Regions from separate parts of the Mus musculus genome. Here region 1 is linked to region 2. A link is a contact called in public promoter capture Hi-C data. All regions are on one chromosome and are shown on one strand. Each heading gives the region's core, a stretch centred on a gene start, on an enhancer-like site or on the middle of the called end of the contact. The rest is flanking DNA. Distances are from core to core; before and after follow the strand shown.

Region 1 (3,796 bases), core at 550-3,049, 1.2 Mb after region 2:
GAATCAGGAAGTGGGGATCTGGGGGTGTTAAGGCTGCTAAGGACTAAGCTGAGCTGGAGAGGTCTGAGAACCCCCAATCCGGCAAGGGGTGGACTGGCTGGGCGTTAGACTCAGGCAATCATACAGGCGCTGTCAATCTGACAGCGCCCAGAGACCTAGGGGTGGAGGAGGAGGAAGGAGGAAAGGAGAGAGGGAGTGCGAGGAAGGGGCGTCTCCTCTGTCGTCCGCGCCCTCTCCAGTGTATTGGGCGGTGCCTCGTCACCTTTTTTTTTTTTTTTTGTCCCGGTCCCACCCCTTCTGCCTCTCTAGCCCGGCCCCTGCGCCTCTGCTCTGCACCCTAGAGCGGATCCCCGCGTTGGTCTGGCCTGGGCCGTTGACGTCACCACCAAGTTTGCTGTCCTTCGCGTCCCACGTGTGGCGGTAGCGGCTGAGGAGGCTGCGGGGAGAGCCCAAGAGCACAGTGGCAGCGGTGGCTGACAGGTCCCGCACAGCGGGGCCCCTCCAAGCTGTTCCCAGCTGGGGCCCCAGAGGAGTGGGTAGACTTCCGGAGCGCTCAAGAGGCCAGAAGGCTTGAGTCCCATTCGGATAGAGGGACTAGGGGGACTTTGCTTGCTCGGTTGCTGAGACGAGCTGAGCCAGGACTCAGGGCACGCTCCTGGGCGGGCCAGGAGAGCAGAAGCTGGAAAAAGGGTCACTCGTTCTAACCGGAGCGTACACAATTCTTCGGCCCGAGAGTCCTGCGCCCGCTCCACGGGGGACTGAGCCAAGGATGTGTTATCGCTGAGCCAAGTTCCGCACCGCTCAGGACCCTGCTGAGCCGAGCACCTTCGCCACTGCCGCCGCAGAGACTCCCTTGCCGGGCGACTCTCGGAGACCCAGGGCGCGGAGCTCTGCGCAGCTAGGCTCAGGACTCGGGCGCGTTTCAGACCCAAGACCATGGTTTCTTAAGCACGGCCCCGCACCCCTTTCCTCCTCGTCGCCCGAAGCCCAGGACCCCAAGAAGGGCTCGCAGTGCTTGGTCCCTAGTTCCAGCCCCTGCTGCCGCCCAGCGGGGCAGCTCTCAGGCACGCAGGGCGGCTCAGGCGATGCGGCCGCGGGGCAGCACGCTGGCTGGCAGCGGGGATGGCGGAGCTCCCAGCACAGTCGTGGCCTAGCATGGCCCGCTCGCCGTCCGAGGTCGCCTCTGGCTAGGATGGCCCCCTCGGGTCCCACCGGCGCCCAGCCCAGCCCGGCGGAGCCACTGTCGCGCAGCATCTTCAGGAAGTTCTTGCTGATGCTCTGCTCGCTACTCACTTCCCTCTACGTCTTCTACTGCCTGGCGGAGCGCTGCCCACCCGGCTCGGGCCCCGTCGCGGGGGTCCCGGGGCGCGGCGTCCCTGCAGGACCCAGGGAACTGGCGATGTGGCCCGCGGGAGCGCCAAGGAAGCGCCTCCTGCAGCTGAGGCAACGGAGGAGGCGCGGGCGGTCGGGGCCAGGAGACAGCAGCGACCAGGAGGAGCAGAGCCCTGGGCTGGCCGCCGCACCAGGAGGCTCCGGGGCGGGAAGCAGCGTGGCCGAGGCCCAGCCGGGGACCCTGGCCTTACTTCTGGACGAGGGCAGCAAGCAGCTGCCGCAGGCCATCATCATCGGCGTGAAGAAGGGCGGCACGCGGGCGCTGCTGGAGTTCCTGCGCGTGCACCCCGACGTGCGTGCCGTGGGTGCTGAGCCCCACTTTTTTGACCGCAGCTACCACAAGGGCCTCGCCTGGTACCGGTGAGCGCGGGGACCCCCATGGGTACTTCTGAGCGCTGGCTGTGCAGAGGGGGAGACTAGGAAGGGATGGCAAAGGGGGAGCAGTAGCTGTTCCCATCTTGGGCTCCCGTTCTTCTCCCTTGGGGAGGGGCAGATGGAGAGAGGAATGGAGATCTTGATTTTAATTGTCAGGGCTCCCCAGTTCCCCAAACATCTTATTCCTTGAAATCGCCCTAGTAATTAGATAAAGGAAAAGAAAAGGAAAGAGGAGAGTTTCCTTTTAAGTTAGAAAACTGTTCCTCATTACTGGGCTTACCAAGGGAAGCCTATGTCTATTCCTTTATCTTTGGGGTAATTCCCTGTGGTTAACATGGGTCTTTGCTCCGGTATTTATTTGCCTTGACCCTTTGCCAGATAGTTGTCCAAGGTGGTAAGTCATATAGAAACTTAGTAAAAGTGTCAAGAGTCCCTGTAGTTTGGATAATCTATGCCTCATCACGTGCCAGCAACGACTAACTGGGTTTTAAAGAACACTTTGTTGGTAATACTATCAGCCTGACAGAAATTTTTCTAAAGATCTCCTAACTATTATCTTTACAAATAAGATAGTTAATTTTAAAGGGGGGGGGGAAATCATGGGAAAATGCGCTGGATACAATTTAGGAAGTAAATGTTATTTACAGGATAAGCTGATTTGCCAGTGTCAAATTCAGATCACCTATAATATCAGAGTTAGCCAAACTCTAATAAATTCTAGCGTGGCCTGGATTTGGTTTGTGGTAAAAAATACTGATTTATTTTCCCCTCTCCTCCAAGTTCAAGGACAAAATTCATATGGTTAGAATTTTCTCATTTTTATAAAGTTCAGCCTGTTCATAAAATATTCATTCTCATTATAACTGAAACAATATTAGAAAAGTTATGACACAGTTGAGGTACACGTGGAAGGAACCATTCATAAAATACAGACAGACATGATGTGACGAGTTTATTCACTTGTAGAGTCAAGAACATGTTCAGATTGATTTCGGGAGCTGAATTTATAGTTTAGTCCTAAAAAAATAATAATCAAATTCAAACATTAAACACTTCTAAAAACAGTAACTTCCCAGTCATTGGAAAGAAAAACAATCAGCTTTCCCCTGATATAGCATATATATCATTTAAAATCATCAGCCACTTAAATATACTCCCTCCCCCATGCTTCTGTCATTTATGCCCTATCCTCTGGGAAGTTCTTATGCAGTGACCTGTTGAGTCTGGACAACAGGTCCTTCTTCTGGACACAAAGGCTGTTCTGTGCTATTCCCCAAGGACACAAGAATGAAGTGATTAAAGACCCCTAAAACTCTTATCTAGAGCCGCTCGCATTGAATGTGGCCTCATACAGTGCAGGGAGAGACCCATTTCAAGCCATCAGTCTGAGACATACAGGCCGGCCCTGGGCTCTGAGGTACAATTAAATATAGTGAAACATTTAGTACTAATCCCCTTCATTTTTGCTTTGCCCTACTAAACTTTATTTTCACAAGATGGGATTGCTTCTTCTTACTCCAGTAACGTCTGTTTGAGGGCATGGTATATCTACAGACCTGGATCTGATTTTCTGTGGAACTTTCTGAAATCATGTAAAAGCAAGAAGGTTTTGAGGTAACTCGAAACACAACTACTTTAAAAAAAAAAGTATGGAAAAAAAAAAAAGAAAAAGAAAAAGTCATAAACTTTAAGGCCGCCCTGTCCTTTACTATGAAGAAAATCTCCTTGGATTGTTTATCCAGTAGAGGAGTTTTATAAAGCAATTTATGGTGGTTACAAAAATAACTGCACAGTAGGCTTCATGGTTTGGTGAATTTAATTTTCCAAGTGTCGGAACAATGTCTTTGTTTTAACATTCACAGTGGAGTGGGTTTTTTTTTTTTTTATTGAATGCATAAATTTAAGCTCACTGAATTATATGAGAAACTCTTATTTAAGAGGACCCAACCTGTGGAGCCTGGATTATGGGATTATTTAATGAAAATTTCCCCACGGGTTCTTTTCATCTTGACTCTGAACTTGGAGTTTG
Region 2 (4,189 bases), core at 1,109-3,608:
CCTATTTGGAAATAAGGCCTTTGCAGGTGATCAAGTTAAGATGAGTGAATCAGGACTTAGACACTCCATGGTCTAGCAAAGTGCCATATTGTTCTTTGGAAATAGATACAAAATTCTTTTCCTCCTTTCCTTTCCTTTCCTTTCCTTTCCTTTCCTTTCCTTTCCTTTCCTTTCCTTTCCTTTCCTTTCCTTTCCCCCTCCCTCCCTTCCTTCCTTCCTTCCTTCCTTCCTTGCTTCTTCCCTCCCTTCCTCCCTTCCTCCCTTCCTCCCTCCCTCCCTTCCTTTCCTTTTTTTTCATTACATTTTAGAAAGGGTCTCATGTGGTCTTCTGTAGCTTAGGCTGCTGCCCTGGATCTTGTAATACACCCTCCTGCCCCTGCCTTCCAAGTGCTATAATCACAGGGTGTGCACACCACCCCCCAACCTCCACCAAAATCTGGCCTTTAATACACACAATTTTATTGTGTGTGCTTTATTTATTTAACTTACACTAAAGAGGAGTGGAACGCTTTGTATAGGGTTTGCCTTCTCAAGACCCTGAGTTTGATCTCCACGCAGGCAGTGGGCTATGAAGAATGAGCCACTTCAACTGACGTCTTCATAAAACACTAACATTTGGACTCAGAATAGAGAAGACAAGACTTCGAGGAACACTGGTGGTCTCTAGTGGCCCATTAGGGGCTGGGGACAGTAGCAAGAAACAAGTCTCCCTTCTGACCCTTAGAAGGAACCAGCCCTACTGTTATCTTGGTTTTGACCCTCTTTGGAACATTAACTTTCTCTTGCTCTAAGTGACCTGGTTTATGGTGTTTTGTTATGATGCCCTCCGAAACCACTTTGTTTTCAGGAAGGGAGAAAGGATTGATGTCTGCAGAGTGTGGTCTCCAGGGATTCTGGAACAAAATACCACAGGCTGGCTAGTTTACACAAGAGAAATTTATTTTATCACCCAAACAGAAAGTCCAAGGTCAAGGTGCAACAGAATGGTTCCAGGAAACCATTCTTGGCTTGCAGCTGGCTCTACACAGTCCCTTCTCAGCACACATGCATCCCCGATGTTTCTACCTCTTATTATGAGGCCATCAGTCATTGGACTAGGGCCCCAGCCCAGTGACTGCACGTGTTTAATGAACTTTGCTTCACATGCAGTTGCATCTGTGAAGTATGTCTGTATCAGGGTTCAGATTGTCTCTCTGACTGTAGTCTCACCCAAGCAGACATTTGCACATCTGGACTCCTGTAGACTTTAGGAAGTCTCTGATTTTGAAAACCACAAAGACCGACCACATCAGAAACCTCAGATATGTGCTCTCACGGCCACAGGCTGGACAGTGACTTCCTCTCTAGTCCTAGACTAGACTTCCCTAGATTTCCTCTCTAGTCCTCCCTGCCGGGAACCCTCTGATATAGCTAGATCATTACCTGGGTGGCAGCTGTGAATGGGGCATTCCACTGCGGATAATTGTAGGCTCAGTCTACAAAAGAGGTGCTGAAAACCAAACAGGAAAGGAAGAGTGATGCAGGCATTGGAAGGGCAAGGCCAGAACACGAAGAGCCTGAGTGAGCCCTTACCCAGCAAGAACTGCCTTTACCCAGCATGCATTTGGCTGCTGATGCTTGCATAGGGTGACCTGAGTGTGCTTATTTTTAGTAACATATTCCACAGTAAGCTAGGCTTCCCACAACTGAGGTTGATGTTCAAGGGGAGTAGGAGAATGGTGTTTGGAATGGCTGCCCCCAGGTGAACAAAATTAAATATTGGCTGCTAGGCCAGATTCGAAGGAAGCTGTACAAACAGAACACCCCTTTCCATCCCCCCCACCCCCGCCCACCCTATTCTCTGTTTCAGTTTGATTTGGGACTTTTAATAGGATAATGGAAACTAAAAGCCTTTTTCCCCTTTGGTAAGATCTAAACAGTAGCAACGATAATATATGAGGCCACTGTAGGAATGCCATGTTAAGAAAAGGGGAAATGATGTATTTTTAAAGAGCTCTTACTTGGTTCTAACTTAAAAGCAACTGTGTACATTTCTTCCAAGTAATGTTTCCTTAATTATTCATTTTCCTTGGCACTAGTTAAAGAGCCAAGTAATGGCTTCTGTCTCTTTATATTTAGTCTATTATTGTTTGAAAAAGGCCAGGGGAAGGCCAGAGCAGTGCAAAAAAAAAAAATGATATTTGCTCTCCTTTTTTTTTTTTTTTATTACCAACAGCCAACGTAAAGGGTAATATAATCACCAGCAGCTGAGAGACAATGACATTTTTATAGGCCTTCTGGCAGCGCTGGAGTGTGAAAAAGCCTGACAGGTATTTGGCTTTTCCTGTCTGTGCCTCTGACTGCTGCATTTCTCATCAGAGTGACTGTTGACTGAGCTGGCCTGAGGCGGCCCCACGGATCCCTCCCAATAGCACCCTAGGAACAGGAATAACAGCTGTCCATTCACATCTGCCTAGGCTCTAGATGGCACACCAGGGCAAACCATCTGTAGGACTCAGTTCACATGGCCCTCCTGGCCCTTCCTGTGGCCCGAGAAAGAGCTTACTTAGACCCTGGAAAACTCTGAGGGTTGAGAAAGGCTTTCTTGGATTCTCCAGAGCTCTGAGGGCTGGAGAGGGTTTTCACTGCCTGGGATATCTCTCACTATCATTTGGACCATTTATTCTCACTGTGGTCTTTCTGTGGGGCCACCAAGCACCGGTTGGGCAGGAACCAATGGTTGTTCTGCCTTTTTGAGGGAAGACACTGCTTTCTTTGAGGCCTCAGTCTGGGTCTGAGCGTTGCCTGTGGGATCTTCTAAGAGGATCAACTGGAGACCTGGGTGGACAGCCCTGGAACTTAGAACTCAGCTGGCAATGGCGCCAGTTGTATGGAGGACAGCTGGGCCATTTGCTCGTCTTCATTTTACTCCTTTCAAATGTGCAAAGTACGGATGGCCCTGACTTACAGTGGTTGGATTTTCTATTTTCCTACCTTACAGTGGTGCAGAAGGAAAATGAAGTTGTTAGAAACCCATATCCGTAACAGGCCTGGCAGAAATGAAGATACTTCAAAGAAACCCTTGTATCTTTCAATCTGGCCATCAGGCTACTAAACAGCAGACTCCAAAGAGATGAACATTTCCCCAGGAGTCTCCTCATGCTGGGAGAAGGCAAAGGTATCACCCACAGGAGGCACTTGTCTTCCAGAAAGTGACTGCACATAGATAACACCATCAGACCACCTTGGAGGGTGAGACTGGAGTCCAGACAATGCCGGGCTGGTCGGTGGTGTTCAGGACCACACCTGGACCTTAGATGTGCATATCCTTGGCTCTCTTCAAGCTTTATTTTTACTTCCAGGCCCTGCAGACTAAGATGGACTTGGAGGGTATCTTTGTCCCTCTTCCCAAAGTGATCACATTGAGTAAACCTCTGTGTTCTGCTTCCCACCTTTAATTTGGCTTTTTATTGGCTCTACTTATTGAGGATGGTTGGCTGAACGTGACTTGAGGCATGGGCTGTGACCCCCATGTTGGATTTTGAAGATGGATGTTTTTCCTGGGCTGGCACTGGGTAGAAGGATGTCCTCTTACAATGCTGGGTTGCAGTAGGAAGCCACAGCTTCCATGTAAGCACTTGTTCATGGAGGAAGAATATGAGACCCTACAGTTACCAGTTTCTGAATCAGGATGTGAAAGGCATTAAGGGTTTCTCATTCATCATAGATTAAGGATTCTCCATGTAATGATGTTTCTGATTGCTTTTGGGAAATTCTAGCATTTTCTTTTTACTGCTTCCCAAAGAGAAATACAGTCAAGTCTTATATTTTTGTCAAACCCTGCCTTGCTTTGTGTTTGGGACTGTAAACTATGAAAGACTGAAAGGGGATGGATGAAGCCCAGGATGTAGGTACACTACTGATGAGCAAATGCTAGAGAAGGGGCTTTCATGAGCATGCTCTGTACACTGTGTGCATGTTGGGGTGCGTGTTCCATTTTGTTCTTTTGCTTCCTTACTCACTAACTGGGTCCTCTGGGGTCTGAAAGTTGGGGCTGTTGGGTGAAAGGAATCCCTTCCTGAGTCCGAGTGAATCCTGAGAATGCTGGCCTCATGGTTAGAATTTAGGAACGACCTTGCTCCTGAAGCTTTTTCTGAATTAATGAAGCTTTTGCTTCTTGGAACCAGAGAAGAAAGCTGGTTCCAATGGA

Evidence for each region. Promoter capture Hi-C pulls out the DNA fragments that hold promoters and counts their contacts.
Region 1: a contact with region 2 is called in a promoter capture Hi-C map of frontonasal cranial neural crest, with 10 times the contacts expected there. The contact joins the promoter of F930015N05Rik here to the enhancer-like site in region 2. A contact is called at or near these places in 7 of 39 promoter capture datasets (the 3T3-L1 cell line, 3T3-L1-derived adipocytes, cranial neural crest and 3 more), 6 of 484 Hi-C or Micro-C datasets (CD4 T cells, CD8 T cells, LSK cells and 3 more), 5 of 115 datasets of contacts at active chromatin or transcription factors (craniofacial prominence, embryonic limb bud, embryonic midbrain and 2 more) and 3 of 9 other capture datasets (adipose tissue, embryonic stem cells and liver).

Annotation. Positions count from the first base shown.
Region 1 is chr11:64,434,875-64,438,670 of GRCm38.p6, forward strand. F930015N05Rik (RIKEN cDNA F930015N05 gene) reads right to left here and starts at 1,800. Exons shown (of 1, transcript NR_028445.1): 1 at 1-1,800. Hs3st3a1 (heparan sulfate (glucosamine) 3-O-sulfotransferase 3A1) reads left to right here and starts at 458. Exons shown (of 2, transcript NM_178870.5): 1 at 458-1,752. The coding sequence starts at 1,193.
Region 2 is chr11:63,251,038-63,255,226 of GRCm38.p6, forward strand. No RefSeq gene overlaps it. Among named protein-coding and RNA genes, the nearest start is that of Gm29851, 3.1 kb to the left of the region's middle. Within about 2 kb of position 2,359, at least 24 of the 459 cell types and tissues checked have an H3K27ac peak or open chromatin away from gene starts, as enhancers often do. A contact at or near this core is called in embryonic limb bud, where this site is marked.